2 separate regions of the Hordeum vulgare genome follow, and region 1 is linked to region 2. The links are chromatin contacts, called in public Hi-C maps. All regions are on one chromosome and are shown on one strand. Each heading gives the region's core, a stretch centred on a gene start, on an enhancer-like site or on the middle of the called end of the contact. The rest is flanking DNA. Distances are from core to core; before and after follow the strand shown. Region 1 holds the start of LOC123439802 (calmodulin-binding protein 25-like). Region 2 overlaps LOC123443533 (exportin-7-A).

What was found. Hi-C and Micro-C count contacts between places; a contact is called where the count stands out from the background.
Region 1: a contact with region 2 is called in a Hi-C map of leaf, with 2.7 times the contacts expected there. The contact joins the promoter of LOC123439802 here to the enhancer-like site in region 2. A contact is called at or near these places in 1 of 6 Hi-C or Micro-C datasets (leaf) and 1 of 1 datasets of contacts at active chromatin or transcription factors (embryo).

The regions. Positions count from the first base shown.
Region 1 is chr3H:209,689,388-209,694,341 of MorexV3_pseudomolecules_assembly, forward strand. It overlaps LOC123439802 (calmodulin-binding protein 25-like), which reads left to right and starts at 3,667. Exons shown (of 1, transcript XM_045116472.1): 1 at 3,667-4,731. The coding sequence starts at 3,739. The coding sequence ends at 4,461.
Region 2 is chr3H:209,150,497-209,155,428 of MorexV3_pseudomolecules_assembly, forward strand. It overlaps LOC123443533 (exportin-7-A), which reads left to right. Exons shown (of 30, transcript XM_045119941.1): 27 at 1-28; 28 at 107-205; 29 at 316-354; 30 at 1,850-2,433. The coding sequence ends at 1,987. Among protein-coding and RNA genes, the nearest start is that of LOC123443533, 19 kb to the left of the region's middle. Within about 2 kb of position 2,550, at least 2 of the 3 cell types and tissues checked have open chromatin away from gene starts, as enhancers often do. A contact at or near this core is called in leaf, where this site is marked.

The DNA of each region.
Region 1 (4,954 bases), core at 2,417-4,916, 540 kb after region 2:
AGCCATCTAGCTACTAGCTATGGACCCGTAGGTGTGTGGTGAACTACTCACGCATCACCGGAGGAGCAATGGAGTTGATGTAGATGCCCTCCGTGATCAATACCCTCTCCGACAGATTACCGGAAAAGGCTCCCAGATTGAATCTCACGGGAATAGAGGCTCCCGGCTACGGAAAAGTATTTTTTTGGTCTCTCTCGGGCATTGGGGGAATATTTGGGAATTTATAGGACGAATATTAGGGTTAGGAGCCCTGCAGGGGGGGCCACAAGCCACGCGCGCCCTGCAGGCTTGTCGTCTCCCAGCAGGTCTCCAGCCCCCTTCTCCACGTCTCGCAGGTTTCTTCTGGTCGAAGAAAAATCATTCTAAAGATTTTATTCTGTTTGGACTACATTTAATATTCCTTATCTGCAATACTCAAAAACATGAAGAAAAAAAACAGAAACTAGCACTAGGCTCTAGATTAATAGGTTAGTCTCAAAAATAATATAAAATAGCATATTAATGCATATAAAACATCCAAAACAAATAATACAATAGCATGGAACAATCAAAAATTATAGATACGTTGGAGACGTATCATCTCTCCCGAGAGACAACCGAGTGTCATCAGGTTGCACATAGCAGTCAAACCGGTTCGATCGTTCAGAAATCTTCAATCCTGAATCCGTTGTGGCTTCATCTTGGAACCGAGTGAAAAAGCCGTGAGACACTTTCCGGACGCCCCCGACGCATCGGAGACACCCTGAAGTGTCTTCCACTCGACCAATTAAACCTCAACCGATTCAGGGGCTAATGATGGGGTCACCTACTAATGGTAGGGTCGTGGACCAGACATCATGGTCAACCTAGAGCCCCACACGACCATTAAAGTCTGAGGACTACAAATGCATTCGGATGCATACAACGAATCCACTCGGACCCATGGAGTCACTCGGGCGTCTTCTAGTCAGTCGGTCAGACACTAACACTCGGGTAGAGAAGAAGCGTGGACGACATGGGAGCTAGAATGGTCGAGGGACTTAACATCATACATGAAGTGCACTCAAGACCAATGTTACCTGTAACGTCCGTAGTTAAGGCTGCAGTTTCTAGTAATGCATGTAGTTATTCACATTAAATGCCCTTGTAATGACACACTACGGGTCCTGGCGAACTCTATATAAACCACCCCCGAGCTCAGTGATGAGGGTTCAGCATTCGTTGTAATCAGACACCCTAGTGAAAATAAAAGCCTCCGGACACGAGACATAGGGTCTTTACCTCTCTGAGAGGGGCCCGAACTCGCTAAATTCGAGTGATAAATTTGTGTCGTAGCTAGACTCCGCCCCTCATTCGTACCCCTAGTACTATTGTGTGGATCGTTCTCTCGACATCGCCCGCCAGCCTATGTGGACCCCGAGGAGGGGGGTCAAGTTGTTCGGCCCACTCATGCTTTGATAGCACGCTGTCATCAATCTCCCCGTCGAATTCAGTGAGCAGGCGTCTTTGTGGGTAGGACAGTTTTGCCCGAGTTTACAAAAGGTGATCGACGAGGAGGTTGATTGCAGCGTGCTATCAAAGCGGGTACATGATGACCTTCAACTTGTGGACTCTCGACACCCTAAAGGTGATCGCCCTCAGCGACAGCGACATTGAAGCGGTGACCAAGTGGGGAGGCATGACGATGTACGAGAGCTCTCTATTGCGCATGTGGTTTGATTATGACTATATCGTATCAATTTGTTTGAAAACTGCTTCATCTTAGGGCCATAGCATATGTTTAGAACTAATTGATTCGGTTTAAACCTATGTTTATATGCTATCTATTTGTGTGTCTTTGATTTGTTCAACATGCCTAGTGTGTTGGTAACCTCACCACTTGTTTCTGTCTAAACAAACGGACCATCAAATAACCTATCTTTTGTTTCGTTTCATGTTTTTTTTTAACCGGGCAAACACCCCTTTCCATTACAATGTACGGGAATACAGCAGTTCCCTGTTTCGCTCCATGTAGGCTAGAAAATATGCAATGAACCAATCAATATACATATGTTAAATTGTTATTATTTTGCTCACTTATCCTCGGTTAAGCTCAACTGAGACACAGATACAGCACAAACAAAAATAGATATGGCAACCGCCTTCTTCGCCTTCATGTGACTTGTGGCCATGTCAACCGATGTGATTGACTGACGCCTGGTTGCTGATAAAGCGGATGGAATATGGAATCTTTCTGATGAGTCGACCAGGGCCAGCTCAATTCAGCTGAAAACAGATCCACACACATCCACCTCCGTTCATACATACATATGGGCTATGGCCAGTCAGGCCAGATAGGCCAAAGGCGTACCAGCGTATGACAACGCGTTTTGACTCCCCGTCTACGAGGCGACGACTCTTTTCTTTCTTCCTTTGTGTTGAAGCAACTCAACGAACAGAGAAAGACGATGGGAGCGTCCATGTGTGGCAGGTAGGACAGGAGAGTGTCACCTTCGTGCCGAGTCAATATCCAACGTTATCACTGAATGCTGTTCACACAGCGCCGCATAGCAATGCTCCACTTGCTAATCATGCTTAGAGCAACTCCAACGAAACGATTCAAACAGACAGCGTTTTTATGTTTTTTATCCGTTTGAATCGTCCACCGGTCTATTCATTATCGTTTTTCTTAATAAATCAACACATGTACCCAACGAAAAGCAAGTGGGCAGCAACACTGTTCTATTAAAATAATAGGAGAGAGGTGGATGGGGTGGACCAGCGAATTAAATAAGCTGGTAGAGATAGGTGGGTGGCTGTGTGACAAGTAGGCCAGACCGGTCACATGAGGACATCGAGAGGACGCGCGCGCGTCCGCTTCATGTCCGCGTCGACGTATTTCAGTGTCAAATTTTAGCCGAATATGCGGACGCGTTTTGACAATGGATCTATGCGTTGGGTCATCACTTTTGTTTACATTGACCCAAACGAACGACGACGGACGAAATGAATCGTTCCGTTGGAGTTGCTCTTATCAACTGAAGTAATTGATGTACAACAACAGTATTACATTCTGTTGGTTATTCTGTACGGCTTACTTGATGCCGAGCACTGTGATTAGTTTACTCGTCGTCGTTGTAGGAAACTGCTGGCTGAATAAAATACGGATCGAGCATTTAAGATCTGGTGACATTACATCAATAAACATTTGCAGCTGCTACTCTAGTTTACCTTGGCTTGGCATGCAAGACTGGATTCACAATTCTAGGGGAACAAGGCAGCCCTCCTGGCTAGCTTGGGCAGCAAGAAGAATTACCGCCACAGGGCCACGCTCGCTAGTGTCCTCTCGAAAGGAGAAAGGAGCCGCAAAAAAAAATCTCCAGAAGAAGCAGCCAGCGAGAGTACGCCGAGACCGAGAGAGAAGAAGTAAAAAAGGCGACGTACGTGGCGTGATGAGACGATTAGCCGCCAGGACGGGTGTGGCACCAGCAGCGCACACACGGCGCCGTGCCCACCGCGCTCGCTGCTGGCTGCGCGGCCCACGCCGCAACGCGGTTTCTCCTCGCCGTCGTCGTGAACCCTACCAAGATTATTTAACTTTTTTCTAAGAAAAAAAGGTTATTACTCCAGTGGCGCTGGGTACGTTCACCATTTGCTTGGCCATCGCCATCCTGTTATGATGCCGTTCGCTCACTTTATAAATCCCCGCCGCGCTCTCACTCGGCATCGGTCCACTTCAAACCCCCAATCCAGGAAGCAAAGCTGCTCCCACTCCCTCCCATGGCCAACAGCTGCGCGAGCCTCGACGCCACCTGGTCCCACCTCCCAGCGCCCGTCCCGGCTCCCTGTGCCTGGCCATACACCGCCTGGCTCTCCCCCGCCGCCGCCGCCTTCGAGAACGAGGCGCTCGCCACTGCGCTCGCTCGCGCCTCCGCCTCCGCCTCGCCGTCATCCCGGACGCCTTCCTCTTCCTCCACCACCACCTCCTCCGCGTCCGACCTGTCCTCCGCCCCGTACGACGCGCCAGCGCTGCCCGCCGTAAGCTGCAGGCCAAGCTCGGCGGCGGAGGCGGCGGCGCGGCAGTGCACGGGCCGCGTCTCCAAGCGGAAGCCCCGGGTGTCCCGCCGCCCGCAGACCACGTACATCAGCGCCGACCCGGCCAACTTCCGTCGCATGGTGCAGGAGATCACCGGCTACGCCCTTCCAGGCGCGGAGAAAGCCTCCGCCGTGCCAGCGCCGCGCAGGCCGGACCCGCTCGCTTTTGTGCTCCCGACGCTGGACACGTCCGCCTGCTTCTTGCTGCACCAGGACCAGGCGCCGTCGCTATCGCAGCAGCGTTGGGAGGACAAGACGTCGGGTGGAGCGGCGGCGGCGACAGCAATGCCCGCGATGGCGGACGACTCGTCGTTGCAGCTGATGCAGGAGCTGGAAGCGATGATGACCGCGCCGCCCGCCGTGTCCTCCTTCCCGACATTGGACTTGGAGAGCTGGGGAATGATGTGAACTTCTCAAGGATTAGCCTTTTTTTTTTCCTTCTCTTATTATGCTAGCGCCTTTAGTGTGTTGTTGGTCCTCTCGATGTGAGGATCAGATGGTCGGGAGTGGTCGATGGTTTAGCTCGAACATGCATGGAGAGTACCCTAGATGCTGTCGTGGCGGTGGGAAATCCAATACCTTTTTTGTTGAGATCCTACTAGGAGTAGTTTTGTAAAGTGAATTAGCGGCGGTTAATCATCTTGTTAATCACTCGTAGTCTAATCCAAATCTAGCTAGTACTACTAACTACAGTAGGCATTACAAAGTGTGAAGGTCTTAAGAGCATGGTTAATATGGTTAATAGTATAGCCAACTGCTGGCTATAAGCAGTCTTATAGCCTATCTTATAGCTAGCTTGTAAAATAGTTAACTATAAAAGAGTACTATTTTTATTATATATGTCCCACATTTCATTCTCACAAAGCATCTAGGAGCACGTGTAAGAGCTGGCTCTTTACGA
Region 2 (4,932 bases), core at 1,300-3,799:
TGGGGAGCTCCCCAGTTTGTTTCCTCAGGTTTGTGACGCTAACCTTTTGTACCATATTCGGAAAGGTTGCTATGTAATGATAATAATAATATTTTTTCTGCAACAGATACTGAAGTCACTTTTTGAAATCATTATCTTCGAGGACGCGGGTAACCAGTGGAGTCTCAGTAGACCAATACTTAGTTTGATAATGATCAGTGAACAGGTGCCTCTCTTATTATTGTTGTTGGTAACATGTTTCTGTTCTCTCTTTCTCTTCTACTTCGTATCGTTTTCATGTAATTTTGATTTTTTTTTTTCTGTTTTGGCGTGCAGATGTTTAGTGATCTGAGAGCGCAGATATTAGCCTCACAGGTTAGATTGCTCTTTTGCTCTAAGTTCTATTATGTATTTTGTCCTTTCCCCTTCTTTTTCTTCACTTGTTGAACTTCATTTTGTCATCAGTGTTTAGGTCTCTATTTTATTTCATGGCAAGGATATAATTTTCTTGAGTAAATGTCAGAAAACAAGTCAAAAGTAAACCTTTGTGAAATATTTCCTTAAGAGTGTAGCTCTGTCTATGATTTTGACGAAACAAATGTACCAGGAAAACTACATTTGAGATTTGTTATGACTATCATGTCGCATATCAAGTTTCGGTCAAATTTTTGGTGTTAATTGTTTGCACTATTATCAAATAGATGGTACATATGGGCAAATACATCTGACGTAATTTAGGAGGGCTAGGTTTTTTGTTCCAGGTGTTCTACTTAGGTGGTATTAATTTTTAGGATTGCACCAGAAACTGTGAATACATTATGCATATATCATCGAAGCTTTCAACAATGTTTGCTTGATAGTCAGATTGCAGAATAAGTAACTTTTTAAAAATTGATCCTTATAACTCTTTAGCGTTGTTCCTGCGGGAAATGTTTAGGGTAAGATGAACTATACAAGTTTTGATATATTTAGCATACAAGTTTTGATATATTTAACATACAAGTTTTGATATACTTAATGTACCAGTTATGTTTGGTATGAAAAAAATACAACCTCCGTCCGGAATTAGCTGTCACTGAAATGATTTCAGCGACAGTTAATTCCGGACGGATTTCAGCAACAGTTAATTCCGGACGGAGGGAGTATGTGCTAGAGGCTGCAACTAGTCTATTGAAGTTACATTGTGATTATCTTGATTTCACATGTAGTAAAGCGTATCAAGTTGGTGAAGAAATATCATACATATTTCTAACTGAACTATCTTTTGATAACATCTTAATAGTATTTTCTCCATTTCTAAATATAAGCCTTTTTAGAGATTTCAATACAGACTACATACGGATGCATTCATGTATATAGACATATTTTAGAGTGTAGATTCACTCATTTTGCTCTGTATGTAATCCATATTGGAATCTCTAGAAGGGCTTATATTTAGGAATGGAGGGAGTAAATAGTACTGGAATAATCTATTGCAAGGATAATACATATTTCTAACTGAACTACCGTTTGGTGACATCTTAATTGTCGATAGTATTGGAATAATCTATTTCAAGTACTCCCACTGATCCATATTAATTGTCGCTCACTTAGTACAAGTTGTATCAAGTGTACGCCAATTAATATGGATAGGAGGAAGTAGCACATGTGAAAATAAATAATATACTGGGCCTCCCTGTCAAAAATAACATACTGGGTGAACTATTGTTTGTTTCCTTAAACAGGATATCTTCTGTAGTTTGAACTGTGTCATCTCACTAGAGTTATGCTATGATAGTTATACTGATCCTCCCAATTTTCTTTCTTATGTTACTGTAACTAACAGAAGGGTGATTATCGATCTAAGAGCTAACACTTCTGTTGTCTGCAGCCTGTAGATCAGCAACAACGCCTCTCACAGTGTTTCGATAAGCTCATGACTGATGTCACAAGGAGCTTGGAACCAAAGAACAGAGACAGATTCACTCAAAATCTCACAACATTCAGACATGATTTCCGAGCGAAGTGACAGTCGATCAGGATTACTTGCAAGTTTGAAGGAGGCGCTTCTGCATTGCTGTAAATACCAACTTGTTTGCATCATAGGAATCACCATTAGTTGAAAAAAAAACTTGTGCTAAAAAAACGCAGTTTAGTTTGCATTGGCTGAAAGATGTAGGGCTTTGTCGCTGCATGCTGTGGTGAAAAGCAGTTATAAGTCTCTTAGCTTGTTGTCCGTATCAGAATGGTGAATGATGGGGATTGACTTGTTTTACCACTGCGTCCCTTTGCTTGTACAGCAACATTCATCGTGATTGCTGTTACCCCAAGTTGTTAGGGGGACAACAGGCATCACTTGCTTAATTCATTGGTTAAAAAGTTAGAATGGAAATGATGTAAATGGCCATGTTGGCTTGCTAAAATGTGGATTTGGTAGTCTGAGAGAGAGGGGAAATCTTGCCCCATGTACATCAATACCGTCTTTTAACACCTTTTGTACAGGTCAATCTGTCAGCATTTAGTTGTGTTGGTGTTTCCTTTTGATGGTTTTGCGCAGGTGATGGGGGTGGCTGCCAATTTATTCGTTTGGTGCTTTGCAGGCAGTGTTCTATTTCAAGTGCTTGGGAGTACTAGGATCTGCAGCCGATTGGCTATGTAGTCCTGCGTGACCGACTCATTTGCTTGGCAGCATTTCAAACTATTGTTTGTTTTAATGTATTTTGTTTGGTTTAATGTATTTGACATGGTAATTGTTTTGATCAACGCCAGCCTTTATTGCCCGTACATTACATCTGTGTACGCTTCTTACCCTTATACAGTTTGTTGCATTGAATTCAGGCCACTGCAGATAGGGATGCCTAGCTCTTGTGAAGATTATTGGAGAAGAGAAGAAATACCCAGAACTAAGTGCGCAAAGTTGCGAGAAGAGTATCGCATGCCTTGAAGTCAATTCTCCAATGTTTCGAAACGAACCTTGCGTGGTATATATGCAAGTATTAAAAATGATTTTTTAATATGTAGTATATGCAAGTATTTAAAATGAATTTTTAGAAAGAAAGAACAAGAAAATCAGGAGCAAGCACAGTTAGTGAACGGAAGGTAATATTGACATGGAGTGAAGTTTGATCATATCTTGAATCCTTCGAATCAAACTGAGTTCTTAATTCCTGAAATTGGCGGCTGTACTTTGGTACCAGGAAAGGATTATCTCAACTGGGATCTGTTGACATACGAACATGTTAACCACAACGTCGGAGGTGATACACCGGCAGCTTACGTTGAGGGAGGTCCAACCGGCAGCGTGATACGCAAGACATCCAAAACCCGGCACGTCTGGAAAGAAACCCGTTAGGGAGTGCCGCAGCTATGAGCTGCCCTATGTTGATTCGCTCGTCCCTAGAGCCTCCGATTCGTAGCTCCCAAACTCGAAGAACAACGAAGAACGAGAGAGAAAAACGATGAAGAGATAAAAAGTAGATGCAAAAGTAGTATAGATTAATTTGTTCGTTTGTGTGTTTTTTCAATGGGCCGTCACCTTCACGGCATATATGAGGTGGTTAGACTTCTCGTACAAACAAATGATTCATTTCGGCTTTTCCCACAAAAAAATCAATTCACACCTACAGTCCTAGCTCTAGTCTAACTCGGATTCAACCCAATTCCGGTCCAAACTTTTGTCTTGCTCCTTGCAAAGTCTACAGAATTTGCATATGACCGAGACATTTTTTAATCCAAATCAATCGTTTTGACGAGACAAACAATTCTTCCTTTTCCAAATAAGGTCATCTTAAATACTCCACGAGATCATCTTTTAACTTCCAATCAGATTCGGTCCTATGACTGACTAGACTATCTGAGTTTTGTAGAGATTTTACAGGCCGTATATTATCTCAAATGATGATGACTCCAAAAGCAAAGTTGACCGTTTCGACGATAGGCATAATTTTCGTTTAGAACACTTTTCCATACGAGGTCATCTAGATAATCGTTTGATCCCATCTTTAGCTTCTAATCGGATTGACCAAAATTGATATTTTCCACTTGGCCGGCAAGCTTTCACCCATTCGACAAGCTCTTTGCCCGGCACGACTTTCACCCGGCAAGATCTTTTCCTGAAAGTTCTTCCGCGACAAGTTTTTCCCACGACCAGCAACCTCTTTGTCGGCAAGCCGTTTCACTCGGATTTTCCTACTGAAACTTTAGTCTGATCTTGTTTTACCTCTCGAGGTTGCATATGACCTAGGATTGAGACGATATATATATATATATATATATATATATATATATATATATATATATATATATATATATATATATCGGTCGTTGAAACTTTTTCATGTTGTAGATTTTTTCCATTAGAGGCCATCTTAAGGGCCGAACAGCTCACACGACCCATCGAACATCACCTATGTGGTTGTGTGATCCTTCGCGTCACTTTTTGCCTCGTAGTAGGGCTGCACTTTGATGGCTCTAACTTTTGCATACGATCACGGATCTAGATGACTTATATCAAAATCTATCGTTTCGATGAGACGAAGACAATCTGTGCTGAACATTTTCTCATACGAGGTCGTCTTGGGGGCTTAATTGGACGAATAATACTCCAAATATGAAATATTATTACTTTGAGCATAGTTTCGATCGTCGAGATGAGATTGTACATCGATGGCCCAAATGTCAAAGATGTTAATGTCAACACTACATAACTTTTTCATGTAGAGCACTTCTTCATTTGAATCCATCTTAATAATGTTTTCTTCCGTGTCAAAACCTGGTGTCAACACATGTCCCCTTGTTTTTGGCAAATCTCGTATGCCGAAAAATAATGTGCAATGTATTTGTTCTAAGGACGATGCCAACACTCCATCATCCATTTATACTTCTCAAGGCGATAATCATGTATGGATCATTTTTATACTAAGGGTGATAATCGTATATCGGCCATTGCTTACTTAGGCTTCTTGCCACACACTG